Regions from separate parts of the Sus scrofa genome. Here all the other regions are linked to region 3. A link is a contact called in public Hi-C data. All regions are on one chromosome and are shown on one strand. Each heading gives the region's core, a stretch centred on a gene start, on an enhancer-like site or on the middle of the called end of the contact. The rest is flanking DNA. Distances are from core to core; before and after follow the strand shown.

Region 1 (4,627 bases), core at 1,804-4,303, 250 kb before region 3:
CGGCTGTTCCCTCTGTCTGGAACACCCTTCCCCTAGATTTCCACATGGCTTACTCCCTCACTTCTAAGTTTTTGCCCAAATGTCTGCCCAGCCTGACCATCCTATTTAAAATTGCAATCACCAGAGTTCCCGTCGTGGCTCAGTGGTTAACGAATCTGACTAGGAACCATGACGTTTTGGGTTTGATCCCTGGCCTCGCTCAGTGGGTTAAGGATCCGGTGTTGCCATGAGCTGTGGTGTAGGTTGCAGATGCAGCTCAGATTTGGCATTGTTGTGGCTGTGGTGTAGGCTGGCAGCTATAGCTCTGATTAAACCTCTAGCCTGGGAATCTCCATATGCCATGGATGTGGCCCCAAAAAAGACAAAACTAAATAAATAAATAAAATTACAATCACCTCCATTCCCCTCACTCTGCTTTACTCTTTTTTCTTGCTTTTCTCTTCTTTTTTTTTTTTTTTTTTTTTTGTCTTTTTGCCTTTTTCAAGGGCCACACCTGAGGCATACGGAGGTTCCCAGGCTAGGGGTCTAATCAAAGCTGTAGCCGCTGGCCTACACCGCAGCCATAGAAACGTGGGATCTGAGCTGCGTCTTCGACTATACCACAACTCACGCCAATGCTGGATCCTTAACTCACTGAGCAAGGCCAGGGATTGAACCCACATTCCCATGGATACTAGTCAGGTTCATTTTCACTGAGCCACAAGGGGAACTCCTCTACTTTACTCTTTATTTTATCCGTAGCATTTACCACCACCAACATACTATATACTTTATGTGTTTATTATATTAATTGCTCATTTTTTCTCCTAAAATATAAGACCAGAGTATGTATCTGCTTTACTGATTTATCCTGTGCCCCTAACGTGATTCTTGGGGCATAATAGGTGCTCAGGAAACATTTGTTAAACATATGAAAGAAATATTGGGCTTTATTCTTTGAGCTATAGAAAGGCAGAATGAAAAAACTACATCCTGGAGTTCCTGTCGTGGCACAGCGGAAACGAACCCGACTAGGAACCGTGAGGTTTCAGGTTCATCCTGGCCTCGCTCAGTGGGTTAAGGATCCGGCGTTGCTGTGAGCTGTGGTGTAGGTCGCAGATGCGGCTTGGATCTGGTGTTGCTGTGGCCCTGGCATAGGTTGGCAGCAATAGCTCCGATTAGACCCCTAGCCCAGGAACCTCCACATGCCATGGGTGAGGCCCTAAAAAGACAAAAAAAAAAAAAAAATCTACATCTTTTGGAGAGGGGCATATGGAAGTTCCCAGGCCAGAGATCAAAATTGTGCTTTCCAGTCGGATTCTTAACCCACTGTGCCACGGCGGGATTCTAAGAATCAATGTCTTTGCCTTTTCCTGCTTCTTCTAGAGCTCATGCCCCACCCCCACCCCTTCCTCTGTCTTCAAAGCCAGGAACAGTGCATCTTCCGGGGGTTCTCTTCTGTAGTCACAACTCCCTTGCACTCTTTTCTGCTGCCCCTTTTCGCTTTTAAGGAACCTTGTGATTACATTGGACCCACATGATAATCTGTTATAAAGTCAGCAGATTTGTGACCTTAATTCCATCCTTAACCTTAATTCCCATTCTCCATGTAAACTAACATGTTCACCAGTCCCAGGAATTAGGACAAGGACAACTTTGGGAGCCAGTAATCCATTGATCACATTGTCTGGAAGAAGAGGAGTGGGCCTGAAAAGAGAAGCAGCCAGAGAGAGAGGAGGGCCAGCAGGAGAAATATCACAGAAGCCAGAGGAAGAGAGAATTCCCAGGAAGGTGTGCCTAACAGTGTCTAATACTGTTGGGAGGTCAAGCATGATAAGAACTGAAAAATATCCATTGTATTTGGCATCTTGGGGACACCAGGCATTAGTTGTCAGGGGAATACTGGGGGCAGGAGCTAGTTTATGGTGTGCTGGGCAGCAAGGAAGAAGAGATTGGCAGTGTAAAATCTTCCCAAACATTTGATTGTGAAGGGATATTTGTTGCAGCTTCTTCTTTTTTTTTTTTTTTTTTTTTTTTTTTTTTTGTCATTTTGCCTTTTCTAGGGCCACTCATGTGGCATATGGAAGTTCCCAGGCTAGGGATCTAATCAGAGCTGTAGCTGCCTACCTACACCACAGCCACAGCAACACGGGATCGGAGCCACATCTGCGACCTACACCACAGCTCATGGCAACGCCGGATCCTTAACCCACTGAGCAAGGCCAGGGATTGAACCTGCAACCTCATGGTTCCTAGTCGGATTCATTAACCACTGAGCCACGACGGTTGCAGCTTCTAAAATGCGGGAAAGTGAGAGGTCTTTTGTGCGCAGTGGGTTAAAGATCTGGCCGTTGTCACTGAAGCAGCTTGGGTTGCTGCTGTGGCGCCTATTTCATACCTGGCCCAGGAACTTCCACATGCTGTGGCAGGCATGGTCAAAAAAAAAAAAAAAAAAAAAGAATCGTGAAAAGTTTTAATGCAAATGGGAAGGAAGAAGAGATATAGGTGAGATGGGTCTTCAGTCAGTAGATGCTACATCTGTGTAGGGGAGAGCTCAGCTAGCCCACCGAGGGCTTGGAAAGGAGGGACTGTTGAGTTGATCTGGGCTCAGGTTTCGCCAGGTGGCGCCACAATAGAACAGAGGTTAAGATACTGTCCAGGGTAGGGTGGACGTGACAGAGCTGGGAATGTAGGGGAGAAACGGAGAGAGAAATCGGCCATTAGGAGGCGCTGGTGCAGCAGGAGGGAATGGCTAAGCAAGCTAGGCTGATCGAAAGTTGGAGTCCAAAAAAGTTTGAGATAATTTCAGGGAAAACGCTTGGTTCTTGATTGCATCGCTATGTTTGCTGGATTCCCTGATCCGCTGGTCTCTCGGTCTTGGATGTTTCAAAGTTAGAACAGGACTTGGCATAGAATAAGCGCTATATACTGTAATTTAAAAACCAATATAATTTTTAAAACTCCGGAGACTCCATTACCCGTGAGGCATTGCGGCCGCCCAGACTACAACTCCCATCATGCCTGGTAGGCCTTCAAATCCGTAAATACCCACGTCCCTTGATCTGGTTTTCCAGTCCCAGCATTCCTCAACTGTTTTCTTAGTGCCGCAGCACGCCTGCCAAGTCCTAGGAACAACCAATTAGGTCAGGGAGTACGAGACCAGCAGGCCAATCGCCCAGTCAGAGGGGCGAGAGGGGGAGTGGCCAGATCCTGCCCCGCCCCTGCTCCGTGGCTGGCTCCATTTCGGCTGGTGCCTCGGGCGGGACCACTCGGGCGGGACCAGAAGACATGGGCACTACCTGGCGGAATCCTGGCTGGGTGCGGTTCGCGCTTTGCCTCGCGGGCTTAGTGCTGTCTCTCTACGCTCTGCACGTGAAGGCGGCGCGCGCCCGGGACCGGAATTACCGCGCTCTCTGCGACGTGGGCACCGCCATCAGTTGTTCCCGCGTCTTCTCCTCCAGGTGCGCGCGCGCGTGGAAGGCTTGGGGGACCTGCCTGTTCGTAGAAGTGGTGCATGGGAACCGGGTGTGCATGGCGGCCAGGTTGCCAGATGATCCTCAAATGTGGGATCTGGGTGCCCGGGGAGCGGACGCACAGGGGCGAGCTGCTCAAGGGGGCGTTGCCTGGTGAAATGGGTGTGTCCGAGTTAGAAGTGTGAGGCCGAAGGGGCAGATAGTGCTTTGTACTGAAGTTATTCGAGGGAGTGCACGTGGATCCTGATGACGAGGAATAACAGTGACTGGGCACGACGGGGAGGTGTGAGCACGTGTAGGCACTGATGATGGTCTTGAGGACGGCCGTACCTGGGGCCAAGGTGGCCAGGTCCGACTGTGCTCTAGAGTCCAGGGTTAGTGGGATGACCTAAGAGAGAGGAGGGGAGTGCGTGGCCAGGATGTTGGAAGTTTAGGGGTCCAGGACAGGGAGATTCTGCCCTCGTTTCCCAGTCTCTGGTAATCATAAGGCAAGATGAAGAGTTATATCCACCTTGCCATCTTATGAATTATTGAAAGTCTAAGATGAAAAGAGCAGTCTATGGGGGAGCCATGGTCAGGCGTGGTCTGACCCGAAGATGGGGGAGGATAGGGGCAGTGACATGGGATCCTGACGTGGCCAAAGAAAGGCCATACCAGGAGGTCATTGACCCTTGGACTCAGGTGGGGGTTGGGGGAAGAGGGAGAAGGGGAAGGACAGCCCTGGTGGTTCGCTGGAAATGCTCTTCCCATGTCAGGGGCCACAGTTGACACTCCTAACCTGGGGCCTCCCCTCCGCCAGGTGGGGCCAGGGCTTCGGACTGGTGGAGCAGGTGCTGGGCAAGGACAGCGTCCTCAATCAATCCAACAGCATATTTGGCTGCATCTTCTACACACTACAGCTGTTGTTAGGTGAGTGTTGCACCCTCTCATGACGTGACAGGCCCCTTCCCCTCTTGGCCAGCCCAGCCCCATCCCTTGGCAATCTTTTTTTTTTTTTTTTTTTTTTTGGCTTTTTGCTATTTCTTGGGCCGCTCCTGCGGCATATGGAGGTTCCCAGGCTAGGGGTCGAGTCGGAGCTGTAGCCACCAGCCTACGTCAGAGCCACAGCAGTGGGGGATCCGAGCGCGTCTGCAACCTACACCACAGCTCAGGGCAACGCCGGATCATTAACCCAC
Region 2 (4,886 bases), core at 554-3,053, 130 kb after region 3:
ACTTTCCTGAAGTTCTGCCTTGTGCCCGAGATTTCACAGCCATGGAATTCAGGTGTTTAGTCAACAAATGTATATCGAACAGCACTGCTCTCCTTACATCCTACCTGTTCATAGACCAAAGTCATTGGTCCCACTGAGTTAGCGATCTGGAAAGCTATTAGGAGGAGGGACTCTGCCTTTTGGGGGACAATCATGGAATTCCACGTGCTTCCCCAGTAATTTGTTCAGGTAACAGTCACCATCCTTGGACAGAGTAGAACTCAATGAAGGCTTACTGCAGGTTGCTTTGGGTTTTGTTTTTTTCTTTTTACAGCTGCAGGTGCGGCATATGGAGATTCCCAGGCTAGGGGTCGAATTGGAGCTACAGCTGCAGGCCTACACCACAGCCCCAGTAACATGGGATCGAGTACATCTGTGACCTACAATGCAGCTCATGGCAACGCCAGATCCTTAAGCCACTGACCAAGGCCAGGGATCGAACCCAAGTCCTCATGGATACTAGTCAGGTTCATCACTGCTGAGCCACGAGAACGCTTCTTTTTTTTTTTTTAAACAGACAAAACTGCGTTATATGGAAGTTTCCAGGTTGGCAGTTGAATCCAAGCTGCATCTGAGACCTATGCCGCACACAGGATTCACTGCATCTGACTGGGGATTGAACCCATACCTGGGCAGCAACTTGAGCAGCTGCAGTGTGATGATTCTTTTTTTTTTGGTCTTTTTTTTTCCCATTTCTTGGGCCGCTCCTGCGGCATATGGAGGTTCCAGGCTAGGGGTCCAATCCAGCAACAGCAACGCGGGGATCCGAGCCGTGTCTGCAACCTACACCACAGCTCATGGAAATGCCGGATCCCTAACCCACTGAGCAAGGCCAGGGATCGAACTCACAACCTCAGGGTTCCCAGTCAGATTCGTTAACCACTGAGCCATGATGGGAACTCCTGCAGTGAGATTCTTAACCCACTGTGCCATAGCAGGAACTCCTATGAACATATTAATGTTATTATCTATATTACTTATATCTTGTGTATTGTGTTTTATAAGATTAATGCCTCTTGCATTAGCCAATGTATAACCAGGCCTCAACAAAATCGATGGCTAAATGTCGCGTGGCTGTGTGTGTGTGTGTGTGTGTGAAGTTTTATAAAGAATAAAACTTCTATTTTTTTCAGGAAAAACTGCTATATATCCTGGCTCCTGCCTCTCTGGAGCAGTTCCTCGGAGCTATCTGGGAGGTTGCAGTGCTCAGCAAAGTCCCCAACGTGCAATTTTTAGGTCCTGCGTTTTTTTTCAATGGACAAAATCTTTGCTCGCTTTCCTTACTAGCAGGACCCCTCTGAGATTTTCTTAGTTAGTAGAACTAGGTTGATAATCATCCCTTCACACAATGGTAACAAAAAATAAATAAGACGAAATGTGTGATGTGCTGGGCGTGGTACTTGAGCCCAATTCTCCTCCCTAAAAGGCCACAAGGTAGTTACACGCTATCTGCCTCGAAGGCTTCTCTGAGAAAGCCACTATAAGGCAAACCAGGGAAATCTCAGACCCGGGTTGGCCAGAGTGGCTCCGTCGCACAAATCCTTCCCTACCTCGGCTTATCGGGGGATCTTTACAGATCCCAAGTGGGGTCGCCCTTGGCGCCTCCAGACTCACGGCAGTCGCCTAACGCCGAGTCCAACTCCCTGCCCTTACGTTTCCGTTGGCTTCATTTAAACAGGCCGCTTTTGGCATCACCCAATCAGAATGCTCGATCTTCGGTCGCCGCCCAATGAGCTCGTGGAATGGGGGAAAAAGGGCGTGAAGCCCAATCGCAGCGCCATCACACTTGAGGGCAAAGAGGTTAGGAAGCCGGCATGGCGCTCCGGTCAATAAAATCGATAGCTGGAAGCTGCCTGTGTTTCAGGCAAAGGCGGTGCAGTAGCGGCGCCGCCATTTTCCCCGAAGGCATCTTCCGGTGCCTTTCACCCAAGTTCGGGCAGGAGTTTCCTGAATAACAGCGAAAGGTTTCCGTTAGCCCCGCAGGCGGCCGATTCCGGTTCCCTCCGGGCCTCCCTGGGCACGCTCCGCCCGGGTCCGGCGGGGGCTCCCAAACCTCGGGGCCAGCCAGCTCCCAGGGGCCGAGGCCGGGACGGGGACGGTCGTGGCGCCGGCTTCTCGGGCCCAATGGCGCGGCCTTCCGCTCCGCTCCCCGCGCGGGGAGCGGGAGAGGCCGGACCCGGCCGGAGAAGGGGAAGGAGGCCAAGGGCGGTGAAGTTCGCGGACGTGGCCGTGTACTTCTCCCCGGAGGAGTGGGGGTGTCTGCGGCCCGCGCAGAGGGCCCTGTACCGGGACGTGATGCGGGAGACCTACGGCCACCTGGGCTCGCTCGGTGAGGCCCGGCCCAGTCCGCTTCCGCGGGGCCGAAGGGATGGAGGAGATGGGGGGCGGGGGAAGGGCAGGGAGACCAGAGTGTCCGAGGTCCTGGCCTGCGACCAGGTTGTGTGAAGGGAGGAGGACGGGGGCTTGGCAGGAGATGCACCGGGTAGATGTATCTACCCAGCGTTGTGGACGATCTGGGCCTCTGACTGGTTCTCCTTCCCCAGGGTGCGCAGGTCCCAAACCATCCCTCATCTCCTGGTTGGAACGAAATACCGATGATTGGGAACCGGCTGCCCTGGATCCACAGGAGTGCCCAAGGGGGGTAACAGTCCAGAGAAGTGAGTGAAAGATGCCTCTGTGGAGGGTTTGCAGCCTCTAATGACTTGGTCCAGTGTTTTGGTGGCCAGGGGTACCGATGACCTATGCTGTAATGCTCCACTGACTGTGTTCATTTTCACAGCTTAGGGGTTCTTGTCTCATTGATGGTGAGTCCCTCCCTCCACCAACGATACACTTGTCAGTTTGTAAACTAACCACCTGCGGTTGTCTGTTGTGTGAGTGGATCCCTGAGCTTTTTTTTTTTTTTTTTTTTTAAAAAAAGAGCTACTGGAGTTCTCTGTTGTGGCTCAGCAAGTTAAGAACCCAACCAGTACCCCCCAAGGATTCCAGTTCGATCCCTGGCCTTGTTCAGTGGGGTTAAGGATCTGGTGTTGCTGCTAAGCCATGATGTATAGCTGGCAGATACAGTTGGGATCCGGTGTGGCTGTGGCCATGGCCTGCAGCTCCAATTGGACCCCTAGCCTGGGGACTTCCTTATGCTGCAGATGTGGCCATAAAAAAAGAGAAAGAGCTACTATCCTTCTGCCTACTTTTAGGACTCTGCCTTCTGCCTGCTTTGAACTAGGCTGTGACTAAGATACTACACCTCTTGAGTTTTCTGGGGTTGGGTTGAAGGGATCTTATGTAGCACGGGGTCTGGGGTGCAGGGCCTGTTTTTGCCCTTCTGGCAGGATGACCCTGATGAGTGCAGGAATCTGCAGCTCTCCTCAGGATCAGGCAAGGCCCTGATAAAGGCCGTGCAGGTAGAAGAGCCCCACATCCACCCACAGGGGCAGCTGCAACTGTCCGGAGCTTCTGTGCCAGATTGTCTAAGAGCGGGGCTGTCTTTCTAAGATTCAAATCTGACATGGTATTTCCTTGCTTAAAAACTTTTAAGTTTTCACCAAGTCAGGTTGTCAAATTGCTGTCGGTTATAACTAGGTCACTTGGGGAACTTTTTTTTTTTTTTGTCTTTTTACGGCTGCATCCGAGGCATATGGAGGTTCCCAGGCTAGGGGTCTAATCGGAGCTGTAGCTGCTGGCCTACACCACAGCCATAGAAACGCCAGATCCTTAACCCACTGAGCGAGGCCAGGGATCGGACCCACGTCCTCATGGATACTAGTTGGGTTCATTAGCGCTGCGCCACAACGGGAACTTTTTTTTGGCCACCCTGAGGCATATGGAGTTCCCTGGGCCAGGCATCAGGTCCCAACCTCAGCTGCGACCTAAACCCCAGCTGAGGCAGTGCCCGATCCTTAACCTGCTGTGCCCAGCAGGGGATCAAACCTGTGTTCCAGTGCTCCCGAGATGCTTCTGATTCCATTATGCCACAGTGGGAACTAATCCGTTTTCCTTTTGTCTGTGTCCACGGCCTACAGAAGTTCCCAGGCCAGGGATCAAACCTTAGCCACAGGAGTGACAATGCCAACGCTAGGACACCAGGGAAGTTTGGTGTGTGTTTTCGTTTTTGTTTTTTGTTTTTAAATAATCGCTTCAGTTAATTTGAGTGAACCCTTAGGTTTCTGGTTTGGTTCTCTGTGGCCTTAAGACACCAGAAGCAACAGCAGCATTTGGGAATATATTAGAAAAGGCAGATTCTTGGGGCACACCCTAGACGGGCTGAATCCAAAGCTGGAAGTGGAGCTCAGCAGTCTGTTTCATTACAGCCTCCAAACGATTTGGTTCCCAATAAAATTTGAGAAGCATTGGTTTAGGGGGCCTCATGACCTAGTTATTGCTAATTCCTACCTCATTAGTTTTCACTTCTTGCATTTGTTTTCACACCACAGCCACAGCAATGCTGGATCTGATACACATTTACAACCAGCAATGCTGGATCCTTAACCCACTGAGTAAGGCCAGGGATCAAACCTGCGTCCTCATGGACACTAGTCAGGTTCATTAACGGCTGAGCCACGGCAGGAACTCCAAAAACTTTTTAATTTTGTGTGTGTGTGTGTCTTTTTGCCTTTTCCGGGGCCGCTCACGCAGCCTATGGAGATTCCCAGGCTAGGGTTCTAATTGGAGCCGTAGCCACTGGCCTACGCCAGAGCCACAGCAACACAGGATCCGAGCCGCATGTGCAACCTACACCACAGCTCACGGCAACGCCGGATCCTTAACCCACTGAGCAAGGCCAGGGATTGAACCTGCAACCTTGTGGTTTCTAGTCAGATTCGTTAACCACTGCGGCACGACGGGAACTC
Region 3 (4,427 bases), core at 762-3,261:
GTCTCCTCCAAATCTACACCAGTGCCAAGTACACAGTCATAATACAAATACATGTAATACTTTTAAAACCTGAATTGGGAGTTCCCGTCGTGGCGCAGTGGTTAACGAATCCGACTAGGAACCATGAGGTTGCGGGTTCGGTCCCTGCCCTTGCTCAGTGGGTTAACGATCCGGCGTTGCCGTGAGCTGTGGTGGAGGTTGCAGATGCGGCTCGGATCCCGCGTTGCTGTGGCTCTGGCGTAGGCCGGTGGCTACAGCTCCGATTCAACCCCTAGCCTGGGAACCTCCATATGCCGCGGGAGTGGCCCAAGAAATAGCAACAACAACAACAAAAAGACAAAAAGACAAAAAAAATAAATAAATAAAACCTGAATTGTACTCTTAACCAAGTCATTCAGATTCCAAAGTCTCTGTTCTTATCCACTGTGATTTGCTGCCCAAATATAAAATCAATTGTGTGTGTGTGTGTTTGTATAGGCAGGGAATTCAGCAGCCTGATTATCAAGATCCTTTCCTCTCCAGGACCTTTCCCAGAACTTAATTAAGCTTCCTAGATCCTAGGGTTCTGGCCCTACCCCTCAGCTCCGATGTTCCTGGCTCTGTGAGAGGGGTCTCATCACGCGTTGGCCCTTCCTGGGTCCCAGGCGCCTCTGGCCCTGAAGACAGCTCCCCCTGGCTCTCATGGTGTCGGAGAAGGGCTTCCACAGTTTCATCCAGCTGAAAGGAGAAAGCACCAAAAATGTTAGGAATCCCTCAGGTGCTTCCTAGCATGATACTCCCTTTCTAACAGAGAAGTCTGAGAACTGGCAGCTGGATCAAAGCCCAGTCTTGTAAAGGAGAGGGGCATTCACCTGGGCCCAGTAGCGATTGACAATGAGGAGTGTGGCATCATCTGTAGCCTGCCTCTTCTCCAGTTTCTCAATTCGTTCTCGGAGTTCATCTTCACAAGCCTGTCTCTGTTCCAATCGCTCTGCTAGTTTCTTGTTCTTGAACTGCAGAACCTTCAGGTCCATCTCCTCCTACCAAGGAAACAGAGGGGCCGAGGAGAGAGAGGGTCAAGAAGGGCCCAAGAAACCAATCAGAGAAAGAGACAAAGGAAAGCAGATAGAACGGATGTGAGAGGGGAGCAGACTGCTAACAGGACATACAAAGCTCAGACACCCACGGAGGAAGCGTCTTGTTTGTAAGGAGCGTCACGTTCTGCTCCTGCCTCTTTCTACCTGAAGTCTGACATGTCTGTCACACGCTCTCTGGGAACCTGTTTGCCTATCTGCGAGGGGAAGGCAGACGTCATGTCCTAGGTTTCCTTCAACAGAATGCTCTGTAAAGTGGATCTGGTTAAACTTGGGGAACTGGGAAAACGGTTCTGGGAAGTTGGGCGGGCTGGGGCAGGAGCCCACGAACCGTGGAAGAGATGCCCCCAAGACGAATGGGCTCTATAAGCGTTGTTGTTGTCTTCTCCTCGCGGTTCAGCTTCTTCTCTGGGGGCCCCGAGCCCCCATCGCCGGCGGCGCGTTTGTTGCCGGGCCCAGACATGGCCGCGGCGGCGAGGAGCGGCCCCCGGTCTCTCGAGGACGTCAGGCAGGCGGACTCGGCACTTCCGTCACCTGCAGAAGACAGAGAGTAGAGCTGGGGAAGGGGACGGAGGTCCGCAGCCACGAGCCTACCCCCGCACACAGCTGCCGGACCCCGCCCCGCCGGCCCCGGGCCCCTCACCAGCAGCAGGATCAGCCTAGCGCCGCCATCTTGGACTTCACCGGACGTCACTGGGCACCCCCGCCCCCCAGCACAGAGCGCAGGCGCCAGAGGCAGCGCCGGATGTGGCGAAATCTTCTCCAGTTCCTGTTTCTATTGGTTGTGCTTTGTTCCTCCTCTTGCGTCCGTTTGGTTTCTTTCTGAACACCTCCTCTTTCTCTCAGTGATTGGCCGGTAGGCAGTTGCCATGGTAACTGACAACACACTTCCACTCCGCAGTCCTAATAACGCCGCCTGCCTCAGATTAACAACTTCGAAGAGAGGGCACCGGGGCGGGGTTTGCATCTTATTATGCATGCGCATTCTCTTCTCACAGTTTGGCGAGCACGGTACACTTTCTCCCTTCCTACTGGATCCTCCTTAGCAACCGTCACCGTTGAGACGGAGGGACGCCCCCAGCCGATTGGCTGTACCCGGCCTCTCTGCAGCGTAGATTGGCTGAAGCGTCGATAAGGGCCAGGCCTTGGCAGTCGCCGCCCGAGATCGGCTGTCCCAGAACCGAGGCAGGATAAAGACGGTGGGGACCCGCGACACAGAGGAGCGACCAGATGATCCGCCGGAAATCCAGCCAATTCCGGCGACTGAAAAGGCGGTCGGAGCTGGACCAGCACTCCGAACTGCGGCGAGAACATGAGAAAGACCATGAGAAGGACCTCAGCTCGTTGGATGAATCGGCCAAGAGGATGGGAACAGGAGTGCGGACCGAGTCAGGGACCGTGGCCTCAGTGGATGCGAATGAAGATCCTGCAGCCAACTTGTTCCCGGTGAGGACAGGTCAGAGTGGTCTGCTCATGAATGTTTATAAAAGGGCTCCCAGGCAGGGGGCCGTTTGTTTCCCGGGCTGCCTTGGTGAAGAGGCAGGCTTGAACTGCTTGTCAATACGCTCATGAATAGTACTTAGGGATCGCCGAAGCCCAGCCCGCCGGTATTGCTAGTACACAGTTTTTAAGATGAGAAGGCAAGGTATCGCGTTGTTAGACCACCAGAGATTCACCAAGGGCAAAGAACCACGGGCCAGGACTAACAACGCAGCTCTGCCTTTCCCAATCCGCTTTCTCTCCCGCAGCCGCCGCTACCCCAGCCCCGGATCTGCATATGGTGAGTGTGAAGAGCTTTGAGGGAAAGTTACCCTTCACACTTGTATTATTCCTTTAGCGCTTCCTTACGAGCCTGTCAAACAGGACGGAATTCCCATTTTACAGACAAGGAGACTGAGGCCCAGAGATACAATTACCCAAGATGACTATAAGCCAGGTCTCCCGCTGCCTCAGTGACTTTGTTATAAAGTTACACAGCGAGTTAGTGGAAGAGCCAAACCTCTTAACTCAGGTCTCTTGCTTCCCAGTCCTACGCTCTAGCCATCATAGCCTTGTCCTAAGACTAATGCATAATGGCCAACACCTTTTCCCCTCTTTTCCTATGATAGGAAGTACCTCGACATCCATTCCATGCAGAGGCTGGAGAAGACAACCAACGTGGAGGAGATGAGGGAGTATGGCGGGGAGTAGGGACAGGAAGAACTGGCTCTTGGAGAAGGCTGAGGCAGTGGGCTGGGAAGGCATGAGGAATGCCTGGCTCCAAAGCACCTTGTGACTTAGTGTAGGGTGGTGAAGGGAGATGAAGGGAGACTCTAGTTGCCACTCATTCCTTCCTCTCTCCTTCCCAAGGGTGCTGGCTGAGTTGTTGGGGCTCAGCTGTCCTGAGCAGAACCTGCGAGATGCCATCACCCTGGACCTCTTCTCCCACATACTCATCTTCTGCCGCCATCAGGGCTTCTCACTGGAGCAGACATCAACAGCTTGTGCCCTGCTCCAAGATCTTCACAAGGCCTGTATCGGTAAGAGGAGAGGCTACCCGAGAGTTGAGTCCAGGGCAGAGGAGGAGGATGGCACAAGTGACCAGGGGAGTCAAAGCAGGATTACCACCTGAAACCATGGTTCTGACATTACTAGGAGTATCATCACACACAACTTATCTCACCTCACCTTTCAAATCCTCCATTTCCTATTTTTTTTTTTCTTTTAAGCGCTACTCCCATGGCATTCGGAAGTTCCCAGGTTAGGGGTCAAATCGGAGCTACAGCTGCCAGCCTACATACACCTCAGCCACAGCAATGCCAGATCCTTAACCCAGAGTGGGGCCAGGGATCGAATGTGCATCCTCCTGGATACTAGTCGAGTTCATTACTGCTGAGCCACACGGTAACTCTCTATTTCCTTCTTTCTTTCTTTTCTTATTTTTTGTGCTTCTTAGGGCCGCACCCGCGGCATATGGAGGTTCCCAGGCTAGGGGATCTAATTAAAGCTACAGCTGCCAGCCTACACCACAGCCACAGCAATGCCAGATCCGAGCCGTGTCTGCAACCTACACTGCAGCTCATGGCAGTGCTACATCCTTAACCCACTGAGCAAGGCCAGGGATTGAACCCACAACCTCATGGTTCCTAGTCAGATTCATTTCTGCTGTGCCACGACAGGAACTCCTATTTCCTTATTTATTTATTTATTTTTCATTTGTTTTTGTCTTTGTGCCTTTTCTAGGGCCACTCCCATGGCATATGGAGGTTCCCAGGCTTGGGGTCAAATCGGAGCTGTTGCCACCGGCCTACGCCAGAGCCACAGCAACATGGGATTCAAGTTGTATCTGTGAGCTACACCACAGCTCACCGCAAC

What was found. A called contact is a pair of places that touch in the nucleus more often than the background predicts.
Region 1: a contact with region 3 is called in a Hi-C map of liver, with 3 times the contacts expected there. The contact joins the promoter of VKORC1 here to the promoter of CCDC189 in region 3. A contact is called at or near these places in 2 of 5 promoter capture datasets (fetal liver and liver) and 2 of 47 Hi-C or Micro-C datasets (liver and skeletal muscle).
Region 2: a Hi-C map of liver shows a contact between it and region 3, with 4 times the contacts expected there. The contact joins the promoter of ZNF689 here to the promoter of CCDC189 in region 3. A contact is called at or near these places in 1 of 5 promoter capture datasets (liver) and 3 of 47 Hi-C or Micro-C datasets (heart right ventricle, liver and skeletal muscle).

Annotation. Positions count from the first base shown.
Region 1 is chr3:17,383,177-17,387,803 of Sscrofa11.1, forward strand. VKORC1 (vitamin K epoxide reductase complex subunit 1) reads left to right here and starts at 3,054. Exons shown (of 3, transcript XM_003124473.5): 1 at 3,054-3,440; 2 at 4,252-4,361. The coding sequence starts at 3,268.
Region 2 is chr3:17,764,937-17,769,822 of Sscrofa11.1, forward strand. It overlaps ZNF689 (zinc finger protein 689), which reads left to right and starts at 1,804. Exons shown (of 3, transcript XM_021086420.1): 1 at 1,804-2,368; 2 at 2,583-2,696. The coding sequence starts at 2,164. LOC110259905 (a long non-coding RNA gene) reads left to right here. Exons shown (of 2, transcript XR_002342364.1): 2 at 1,173-1,419. It overlaps LOC110259906 (a long non-coding RNA gene), which reads right to left. Exons shown (of 4, transcript XR_002342366.1): 4 at 1-1,986.
Region 3 is chr3:17,634,143-17,638,569 of Sscrofa11.1, forward strand. CCDC189 (coiled-coil domain-containing protein 189) reads left to right here and starts at 2,012. Exons shown (of 8, transcript XM_013992414.2): 1 at 2,012-2,519; 2 at 2,822-2,853; 3 at 3,182-3,247; 4 at 3,423-3,592. The coding sequence starts at 2,304. It overlaps RNF40 (E3 ubiquitin-protein ligase BRE1B), which reads right to left and starts at 1,848. Exons shown (of 20, transcript XM_021086412.1): 1 at 1,717-1,848; 2 at 1,405-1,607; 3 at 852-1,019; 4 at 576-717. The coding sequence starts at 1,536.